Linked DNA regions of Mus musculus: all the other regions are linked to region 1. A link is a contact called in public Micro-C and promoter capture Hi-C data. All regions are on one chromosome and are shown on one strand. Each heading gives the region's core, a stretch centred on a gene start, on an enhancer-like site or on the middle of the called end of the contact. The rest is flanking DNA. Distances are from core to core; before and after follow the strand shown.

Region 1 (3,439 bases), core at 321-2,820:
ACAAGGCCCATCCAGGCACTGTAGGGTGGCATGTCCCCCAGGGCAGGGCCTCCCAGATCTCAGGAACTGCTGCCTGCAGTTGGAGGAGGACCCATGGTCATCCCTTCTCATTCTTTGGGCTGTCGTGTATGAAGGTCTATGGAGACCTGAGCCTGGAGGGGGCACATGTCTACCGTGCTCCGTGGCTGCTGTGGTGTGGGAGGATCAGGCTTGTGGAAGCAAGAAGTTTTAGACAGGAGGCTTTTAGACTATGCTGAGTGTGAGGAAGATACAGCTACATAAAGGGGGAGACGGCGCTTCCAAAGGGATCCTGCCAGAACAGTGGCTTACTACCCGAAAGCTGTGGGTTGAATCCATAGCCAGTACCACCCACCATATGGCACAGTCCCCTATCAGGCAGAGGTCCCCTGAGTGCTCCAGACTTGCTATCTTTTGGGGGTATTCACTTCAGCCCCATATGTCTGGGTGAGGGGACAGAAGTGTCGGTCTACTTTCTGAAAAGCCTGCCCCCTCCCCAGTTCTGAAAGAGACTTGTGCTAAGCCAGGATCCCTCAGCTCCAGTGCCTAAGTTGCCTGTTTTCCCGCCTGCCTCCCTTCTCTCCCTCCCTCCCACACCATCCACTCCCGCATCCACTCCTGGGAGGGCTCCAGGATACCCCGGCTAGTGGAAGGACATAAGGGTGCTCATCAGACTCCTCTATCCCCTGCTTTCTCCAGCCCTATCGTAGACGTTTAGCGCAGCTTGAGAGTAGCAGAACCGTTGGGTTCCTGGCCCCGGAGATCTGCGGTGGGAAGGGTTGCCTACAGCAAAGGTCCCCGGCCCCCACTATCACCTCCCGAGCTGAGACGGGCGGATGGGAGCAAGGAGGGGTACACGGGGAAATGACTTCAGGCCGAAGAGGGACCGCACGCACTGGAACTCGCAGCCAGGGTGCGCGCGCGGGGGACCGGGACGCGCCACCTCCCCGGTCCGGGACCAGCGGGCGCGCGTCCCCGGGGAGCCCCGCGCCAGCACTCACCCGGGCCACCGAGCTCTTCCTCACACGAGTACCAGATGCCAGTGTGGAAACGGCGCAGCTGGAAGCGCTCGTCGCCCGCCTCCCAGCTGTAGGGCGCGCCGGCCGGGCTCGCGGCGACGGGGGCGGCTGTGCTGTTGGCCGTGGCGTTGGCGCCCGAGTTGGGGCAGTTGGCGCCGCCGCCCTGGCCGCAGCCAGGCTTGGGCACCCGTTGCGTGCCCTGGCACCAGTACGTGGTGAGGAAGGCGGTGGTGGCGAAGAGCAGCGCCAGCAGGTTCAAGGCCACGGCCAGGAGCGCTCGGCCGCGGCGGCTCGTCTTCATGCCGCCCGCGCCGCCCGCAGCTCCGCGCGAAGTTGGCAGCGGTGCCCGCGTCAGCGCCCGCCCCGGGGCTCAGGTGCCTGCGGTCGGCGACGGTGTTCGCGGCGCAGGCCCATGGCCCACGGCGGGGACGCGGGGCGACGAGGACGCGGGGCGACTGGGGCCGCAGAGTGGAGCCGACCAGCGCGCCCGGAGCCCGGAGCGCGAGTGCGCTTCGGCGAGCAGCCGCGGGCGCCTGGCAGCGGCCACGGCGCAGGGACGCGCGCCCCTCCGTGGGGAGACACCTGCAGGCGGCCGGCGACACTGTTCAGCGCCCGCCCGCGCGCGGAGAGGGGGCGCGCCACGCTGGGCGCGGGCGGGGGACAGATCCGCGCGGGAGTGGAGAGGGACAAGTGAGAGATCCCAGGCAAGACGCTCCCAAAGGAGCCTCACTCAAGGCAGGAGAAGACCTCTCACCCAGACCCACACAGCCCTGCCAGATAAGTGACAAGGCAGCTTCTGTGGGTCTTTAGACTGTCAGGGGCCTCTGCAAAGGCTGCAAGACCCATCTGGAGCTTAGGAAGGGATGGGGATGCAGAGCCTCAGCGTTTGAAAGGCTTGTCCCTGCTCACCCTTGCTATCTGAGACCAATTCCTATCCACAGGCTCTCTGTCACCACACAGGAGGGCAGAGAGCTTGCAAAGAGGCAGCCTGCACAAGGAAGCGAGCATAGGATGTGACAAACAGGGCTTCTCCACCCAGGCTATCCACACCAGAGACCCAGAACATGACTCAAGAGGCCACAAAAAGAACAGCAAGTCGTGGTCGCCAAAAGGTGGTGTCCTGCAGGTCTGCGAATGCTGAATGCTTAAGACTGGCCGGGCAGGGTTGGTTAACCATCCTGACTTTGCAGTCAGTTAAATCCAGGACTCGACCAGCTGTGTGACTTTGAACAAGACACTTGCTCTCTCTGACCCTCGATTTCTGTATCTATAAAAAGGAAAGAATGTGTTCCAGAGCCAGAGGTGGGGAAGGCATCTGGCACACAGTAGGCACTCAGTAAATGCTGACACTATTAGGAATATCTGGGCCAAGGAGTTGACGAAACTCAGACCTTTTTAGCATCTCTTTCTCAAACTAGGATTGCTCATCTGTGAGCACCCCCAACCCCACCTCTGCTCTAAGATGAAGCTACACCCTTCACTCTTCCCACTGCATGGGGCACAGTGCCTGGATGCCCAGGGTGTGCAACCATTAATTGCACATTGATTGCAGGAGCTAATTTGAATTCTGCCCAAGCCAAGAATGACTCCAGCCACCCCCAGCTTGCCGAGTGGCAGGCTTTGCAGAATTCAAGGTTAACAGATTACGAATTGCCTTACTCCTGTGGGTGAGCCCCACTCACTGCCAGCTGCTGCCACTCTGCCTGGGGGCAGGAGAGACTAAAGCAATGCTGGTGTGAGGACAGCCAGGGGAGCCCTGCACTTGCTTATCAGAGCTTCTTTCTGGCCCCAAACAAGGAGTTTCTAACTATTTTCAGGAGAACTTCTGGATTGCAATGGTGCATTCGAGTATTGGTTAATGTGAATGAACGACCACAAGGAATCTGCTGCCCTCAACAGGCATGCAATATGTATCATCTGAGCCTGTCCACGTTTAAATGCAGCCCTGGGGTGTGCACTGACGTGACACTTCCTTGGCCTTGAGACTCAGTTAGTATTCATGTGGCAAGGCACGTTTCTTTCAAGCTGGGAACCCTGTTCTGGGGCGGGAAGCGGGGAGGAGTTCAAAGCAAGGAGAGCCCAGAGGAAAAGTCTCAGGGACTACTCTTCTTAAGTAACACCCAGAGGAAGCAGAGACCCGCTGTGATATCCTGTCAGGGGTACCCAACCACCTGCTCACTGAGCAGCCACTGTATGCTCAGCTCAGGAAAGAAGAGAGAACATGAGTGACATTAATAAGACCAGCACAGGCTGCCTGTGCAGGGGTGAAGGGCAGGGAGGGGTAGATGTGGGCGGAGCTTGGAGGAAGGTGTCATAGGAAGGTGCATTGGAGCAAAGCCGGGAGACACCAGGAGGCTCTCTGCCAGGGAAAGAAAGTTCCTAGCAGGGGAACCAATGGCCAA
Region 2 (3,439 bases), core at 499-2,998, 220 kb after region 1:
ACAGCTCTAAATGTCCAGATCTCTGTGTGCCCATCTTATTTCCTCTCTTGGGGAGCCTAACTCAGGAGGGTGGGAGACTCTGCCCAGCCCTGGATACTAAGCTAAGTGTGGGCACAGAGGCTCTTGATATACAAAGGGAAGCTAACTATCCTAATTTGCTTTCCTGCTGCTGTGATAAGCTATGATCAGAAGCAGGTCAGGGTGCAGGGAGGGGTTTGCTTCAACTTACACCAGGTAACAGTCTTTCCTTGAGAGAACTCAAGGCCGGAAATGGCAGCAGAAACCTAGGAGGAAGACTGCTGACGGGCTCCATCTCTGGCTAGCTCTTGCTTGCTCTCTGCCAGCTTTCTCGTACAGCATAGACCCACCTGTCAGGTGTGGTGCCACCCCCGTAGGTGTAACCATCAGTCAAGATGAGGCTCACAGCCATGGCCACAGGCTGATCTGATAAAAGCAGTTCTTCAGCCCGTTCCCTCTTCCCAGGTAGCACTAGGTTGCTGAAAAAGCATGTACCACTCTTCCTTTCTCCTCTCCCTCTTTATAGCATCCTTCTCCACTCTTTTACCTTTCTTCTATTTCACCTTTTGCTCTCCCCCATCCGCAGCTCCCACAGCCTTGCTGAGGGAATGGACACACTGCTCTTTCTCTTTCTCTGTTCCAGCCCACCTTTACTTCATTTGTTTATACACTGACCCTAAAGGACTGTGCATGTGTTCCTTACGCATGCTTGTGTGTGCATACGGTGGCAAGAGCAGCCACTCAGTGCCTCAGACCCCCGTGGTCCCTTGTCTGCATAGAACAGGTCTCTAGTTGCAGGTGGACAAGGAGTCAGCGAAATGAATGACAGACAGACACGGACGCAGCACAGGATTGTGTAGAATCTGAATGTAATTTGTCAGGTCGAGCATCGAACTTTTTATACAGAAGAATAACAAGAAACCAGACCATATACATCCGCTGAGTTACAGTGACACAAAACATAAGGAATATATACATCAAAAGAAGGTGGGGACCAGGCCACTGCCACTAAGAAGGGAGCCAGGTGTAATGCTAGTCTATTGTTAAGCCCACCACCAGGGGTTCTTAGTAAATACCAGATTTATGCTGTTTCTTTGGGCCTAGTGAAGAAACCTGTCTCAGGGGGATTCCCTAACTCTTTCATGGTAAACCCACCTATTTGCTAGGCCATTGTGTATTCCCTTGTCTGGCTAAGACTGACTATTGTCTCAAGTAAACACTCTGCAGATCAGCCCTGAGCTATTCCGGCTCCGTTGTTTGTAATGCCTAATTAGTTTCACCTTCTCTACTAGAAGTAAATTTGAATGTTACTGAATAGATAACCTTCTTACTGAATTCCTACTGAATTCCAAGTTTGTCGGCTTCAAGGATTTTCTGGGACGTTGGAACACTGGCGAAGGCTTAGCTATGTCAGAATCCAATCTTAAAGGGCACTTATAATAAAATAATACTAAAAGAGAGCACATGGATCCATACACCAGACTAACGCGGGGATAGGGTATGAGTATACAGGTTATGAGAATGCCAAGGTTCCAGGAGGTGAGTTTCTCTGAAACTCTTTGCCTTGTGAGTGCTTCCAGGCTTCTCAGCCTGTCAAGCAGACTACACTGGAGTGTGCGTAGCACCTCAGAGGACTTCCTTTCTCACGAGCACCTTATGGCCTTGAGGCAGGGTCTCTCACTGTACCAGGTCATCAGGTTTGGATAGACTGGCTGGGCAGCGAGCTCTTGGGATCTGCCTGCCGCTTATCCTAGTGCTAGGATTGCAGACACTAGCCATGCCTCTATGTGGGTGCTGAGGGTCTGCAGAGCAGCCACTCTTACTCACCCACCTAGCTTCCCAGCCCCCATCTTCAAAATTAGAATTTCTTTGACAATTTTATACATGGGAACAATGCATTCTGGTCATACACCTGCTCCACTATCTCTTTTTATTGTCATTTTGTGTAGATTTTGCTTTATGACCATGGGCATGGGTGTGGAGCTGCCCCTTGGAATAGTAACTCATCAGAGGGTACACTACTGAAGATACTGACTTCCTGACCCCATTAGCTTACCTGGGTGGGACAAAGTCCGACGAGCCTCTCTCTGTCTGTGACTGTCCTTGTCTGCAGGCTGTGCTTGTGCAGGTCCTACGCAGACAGCCACAGATGTTCATGAGTGTCACAATCCATATCATAAGATAGCATTTCATGGCCTTCCTCCCTCCGGTCTGGATCTTATATTCATTTTGCACCCTCTTCTGTGATGTCCCCTGATCCCTGGAGCTGGTGATGTGGGTGTGTCATTTAAGGTGGAACAGCGATGTGGGTGTGCTATTTAAGGTGGAACACTCAACAGTCACTTGCTCTCAGCACTTTAACCAGCCACAGATTTCTGAATTAACCACTGATTGCAACAAAGAGAAGCTTCTTTGGTCATGGCTGATGGTAGCACTAGTCCGTGGTGTATGTATAAATATTTAGGAAGCAGCTTGGCAGCATACCCACTTAGCAAAACTAAGCAGACTCAGCCCCAGTGCCATGACCTCTCTTCTTAGCCCCTAACCATGTGTTCAGTACTAGGAACGAAGTCCCTCCTGTGGACCAGGACTCAGATCAAATAAAAAATACTGTGATTAATATTAATAAATAAGGTCACCCCCTTAACCATCATGTCACCATGGCACCAGTGAGCTTGACAAGTTGGCACTGTAGCATGTAAAGTTCCAAGTTAGAAAAAAAAAAGATTTCTGGGTTTTCTCCCCCAGCTGCCTTGATAGCACTTTCCAGTCCTGTGAAGGGTAGCCAACCATCAGTGAGGGGAGGCTTCTGTCCAGTTCCAGCATATTCTCCAACCAGCATGTGTGGTGTCTTCTGCAGTTTGCATTTTCTTATCAGACAGTTCTGGAGATCAATCAAGAGTAATGGCCATTGGTGGCTCGGTAGGAGCTCTGGAGCCTTTATGGCCAGCAACTCCCATATCTGCTACAAGGGTTGTTGTTTAGTAACCCATGGTCTCTGGGGTTGGTAATATCCTCCCATGTGTAGTGCTTCTGTTCAAAGTCGTTTTAAAAAGCTGTGTTTTAAGATTATCGTATAAGGTAGTGGGTTTCCATGTGCCTTTTTTTTTTTTTTTTTTTAATGGGTTTTCAAGACAGGGTTTCTCTGTGTAGCCCTGGCTGTCCTGGAACTCACTCTGTAGACCAGGCTGGCCTCGAACTCAGAAATCTGCCTGGATTAAAGGTGCGTGCTACCACTGCCCGGCCCATGTGCCTTCTTTACAGTCTTGGCTTCTGTTTAACCCTTCCTGACTCTGTGTTCATCCACCTCAAGCTTCAGCACTCGGTAGCATCCTCTGTTTCCATAACACATGTGTTCAATAATGCTCCCCGGTAAGGCCGCCTCTGCCCGTGCCAGGGCCCCTTTCTCCCTTTCCGGTCT
Region 3 (3,439 bases), core at 501-3,000, 220 kb before region 1:
TCCCTGTTGGTGATCTCAGATTCTGGGAGTACCTGTGCTCACTTATGTATTCGTTTGCAATATGTAGTGGTATTTGTTTGAAGTTCTGGGGCTAGAAACCAGAGCCCCTTTGCAGGAAGGGCAAGCATTCTACTACTGACTGCCCCTCCCCAGCCTTTGACTATGACAGGATGGCCCAGGCTCTTCTTGCCTCTTTTGCCTGACCTGGTCTGTACCATAATATCCCTGCAATGACAGGGCCGGGATGGTGTCCATAGCATTTAGAGACCCCAATCTACGCATGAGAGACTTATTGCTGCTGAGTCTCTCATGGGCAGAGCCAGGAGGTGACTGCAAAGGAGGAGACTTCTTTTGCCACCAGCCTGTCTACTATCTACCTCCAGTGTCCCCTCTCCCAAAACTCTGCAACAGTTTTGCTGGCAGCCAGTCCCCAAGATAGAAGTGATTGCTCTGGAAGGAACCAGCAGTCTGCAGCAGCCAGCTTCCTTCACAAACAGCAGGCTCAGCCTGCTGAATTTCCTCAGTTTTAACATGCCAGCAACTGTAAGACACACCATCCATCAATTTAATAACAGCCTTTTAGAGCACAGGAGAGAGAACGCTTTACCTCCATGGATGAACACTTAGATTTATTCTAAACCTCCAACTATCAAATGGTAAGAGGAAAAGTTGATTTTAGATATGGGAATTGTGGCCACAGCCAGAGTTGCTCACAGTATAGTCGCCCTCAAGATCCCTAGGGTCCAAGGATGGAGTGTGTGTGTTTGGGGTTGGGGGCTGATTATTTCTGAGTCTGGGTCTTCAAGTGGCCATGCCACAACAGAGGACAAAGGCTGAGTCCAGGCTGAAGAGGCTGAGGCAGAGATAGATGCAGAGGGGCTGAGAGATAACTGGTTTGGAAGCCCCTCCTGCTGGCTGGGGTTTCCCTGGGGCACTCAGACCTGTGGCTACCAAGCAGGTTTAGCTCATCACGATCAAGCCTCTTGTGGCACTGGTTCCTGGCCTGGGTCTGCCAGGTTTCCTCATGTTTACCAAGACAGAAGGGATTCACTTCTGCCAAACTGCCTCTACATCGTGCAGATCATCTGGACAACAGAGAGGAGACCCCACCCCCACCCCAGGGCACCCAGCCTGCAGCTGGTCCCTGCTTCCTGTGGTCTGCCTGCCTGGCCACGCCACACTATCTCATGCCGTTAACCACAGCACATCCTAGGGTACCTGCATCACAGCCCTGTGATGAGCTTACTTCTACATTCAGCCTCCCTGACACACAGAATAATAATGCTTAGCAAAGTGTCTCACCCTGGGGTCACTAGGCAGAGGGAGTCCCAAGGAGGTCACAGCTGTCTCTGTTGAACAGTTGAGGACTAGTGTCTCTCGGCACCTTCTTTATCACACACTGTTTTTACCCCTTCTTAAGTATTGCTTGACTTCACTGCTCTCCCACCTTCCAGGACATAGCTGGGTGAGGGAAGCAGGCTTCCTGGAGGCCTCCCACTGTCTTGCTGACCTGCCCTCCTTGCCTGCAGGTTAATCGATGGCATGAACATCACCACCGAGGATGAGCACATGTGGCTGATCCCCTTTTCCCCTGGGTTGGACCATGTGGTTATGATCCACTTTGACAGAGCCCAAAGCATTGCTGGCCTGCGTCTCTGGAACTACAATAAATCTCCCGAGGACACCTACCGAGGGGTAAGCCGGGCAGAGCGGAGTCCACTGTCAGAGAGGCAGCATGATGAATGGCTGGTGTGGGTGCTGGAGAGGAGCATAAATCCTCCAGAACCTTCGGGGTGGAGGGAAGGGCTGACATCCAGGGAGAGAGCAGGCCGCACTTCCTTACAGCCCGGGGCAGCCTGGGGGAATCGCAGAGCTTTTTTTCCTGTGACTGTGGGTGCCCTTCCCACACTGTCCAGGCTTGTGTGTCAGCTGCAGGCCTGGTGTCCACTGAACGCTGGGGAGGGTGGGGTGTTGTCTGGTAGGCTTGTGTGTGCACCCCATTTCATCGGGCTCTCACCCTGCCTCTCCCGCCCCACCTCTCAGTGTTCTACAGAAGGCTGGAAAGGGCTGCCATTCTCTTGGGGGGCAACACAGCTAGAGTCTGGTCTGTCAAGCATGAAGCCCACACTCTTTCAATTGCTGGTGGAAAGGCAGGGATGGAAAATGGCCTCAGAAGGCTTGTAGGTCTTTGCAGTTTGTTGGCAGATCCCAGCTGCATGGCTAGAGGATTCCTGCCTGGGCAGGATATGCATGTGTGTGTGTGTGCACATGAACATGCATACAAGTTGTGTGTGTGTGCGTGTATGCGCATGCTCACGAGTGTGCTCACACGTGTGCATGTGTGTTCAGTAAGCTCTCAGTAAGCACAGTGCCTGCCTGTCAGCGCTGAGGCTGTGAGGAGCAGCAGCTGGGTCTCTGCTCTGCACCCAGACAGGACTTAGCAGTGCTGAGAGCAGGAAGATGGAGCCTTCGCCCATCTCACAGGTGAGGAAGGAAGTGGAGAGAGGCTGGAGGCCTGCACAGCACTGGTGGTAGAGGTGGTGCTCAGGATGGAATGTGATTGTCACGGGAACTCAGGCATGGCCGGCTTTCCTATGTCTCCTTTACCAGGTCAAAATCGCTCATGTGTCCCTGGATGGCCTGTGCGTGTCTCCTGCAGAAGGCTTTCTCATCCGAAAGGGGCCTGGCAACTGTCACTTTGATTTTGCACAAGAAATCCTTTTTGGGGACTACCTACAGACCCGGCTACCACCAGCACCCACCAGGAGGTGAGGGAGTTGGGTCTGGCCCACCAGCACCCTCTGTGTGAGCACCCTCAGGGATGGAGCCGCAGTCACACATGTCCAGAAACACCTCTGGTTGCTTCCAGCCAGCGTCCTAAGAGCAGAGCAGATGAAAAGCTCTCACTTGGGTTTGCCGGGGTGTCCTGGAGACTGCTCCAGCACCAAAGTATAAGCCAAGTGAGGTTTGCCGGCAAACCTGAGCACCAAAATCCACAATAGTGAAGCAAAAGAGCTCACTCCCCAGGGGCAAATTGTAACAGGTCCTTGCTCAGGACAGCCCAAGGAGGTCTATAGAAAAGAGCTATAGGAGCCCAAGGAGGAGAGGGCAGAGCGGTGGTTGTCTCTTCTAGAGCCACTATGGCCCATGCTTTTGAGTCTGCACTTGGGTTTTGGTTTTGAGTTTGGTTGGGGGGTTTTATTGTTGTCTTTCCTGAGATAGGATCTCACTCTGTAACCCTGACTAGCCTAGAACTCACTATGTAGATTAGGCTGGCCTCAAAGTCCCAGAGATCTTCCTGTCTCTTAGAGTCTATACTTGAAAGCAGTGATTTTTTTTATACCCATTTTTTAAGAAAAGGAAACTGAGGCCTGGACTGGGGATCATGAAGTCAGTAGTGCTCAGGGCTTCCCCTTTGTGCCCTTTCTCTTCTGCATCC

Evidence for each region. Promoter capture Hi-C pulls out the DNA fragments that hold promoters and counts their contacts. Hi-C and Micro-C count contacts between places; a contact is called where the count stands out from the background.
Region 2: a contact with region 1 is called in a Micro-C map of embryonic stem cells, with 2.3 times the contacts expected there. The contact joins the enhancer-like site here to the promoter of Gsg1l in region 1. A contact is called at or near these places in 1 of 39 promoter capture datasets (pre-B cells) and 5 of 484 Hi-C or Micro-C datasets (embryonic stem cells and erythroblasts).
Region 3: a contact with region 1 is called in a promoter capture Hi-C map of the HPC-7 cell line. The contact joins the enhancer-like site here to the promoter of Gsg1l in region 1. A contact is called at or near these places in 15 of 39 promoter capture datasets (3T3-L1-derived adipocytes, the C10 cell line, the HPC-7 cell line and 9 more), 1 of 15 datasets of contacts at CTCF or cohesin (large pre-B cells), 8 of 484 Hi-C or Micro-C datasets (Sertoli cells, cerebellum, cerebral cortex and 4 more), 11 of 115 datasets of contacts at active chromatin or transcription factors (SST interneurons, embryonic basal ganglia, embryonic forebrain and 7 more) and 4 of 9 other capture datasets (adipose tissue, embryonic stem cells, liver and 1 more).

The regions. Positions count from the first base shown.
Region 1 is chr7:126,080,841-126,084,279 of GRCm38.p6, forward strand. Gsg1l (GSG1-like) reads right to left here and starts at 1,571. Exons shown (of 7, transcript NM_001101488.1): 1 at 1,020-1,571. The coding sequence starts at 1,338.
Region 2 is chr7:126,300,808-126,304,246 of GRCm38.p6, forward strand. No RefSeq gene overlaps it. Among named protein-coding and RNA genes, the nearest start is that of Sbk1, 30 kb to the left of the region's middle. Within about 2 kb of position 1,749, at least 5 of the 459 cell types and tissues checked have an H3K27ac peak or open chromatin away from gene starts, as enhancers often do. A contact at or near this core is called in embryonic stem cells, where this site is marked.
Region 3 is chr7:125,863,716-125,867,154 of GRCm38.p6, forward strand. D430042O09Rik (RIKEN cDNA D430042O09 gene) reads left to right here. Exons shown (of 28, transcript NM_001081022.2): 20 at 1,530-1,695; 21 at 2,611-2,768. Among named protein-coding and RNA genes, the nearest start is that of Gm51456, 87 kb to the right of the region's middle. Within about 2 kb of position 1,751, at least 25 of the 459 cell types and tissues checked have an H3K27ac peak or open chromatin away from gene starts, as enhancers often do. A contact at or near this core is called in the HPC-7 cell line and neural tube, where this site is marked.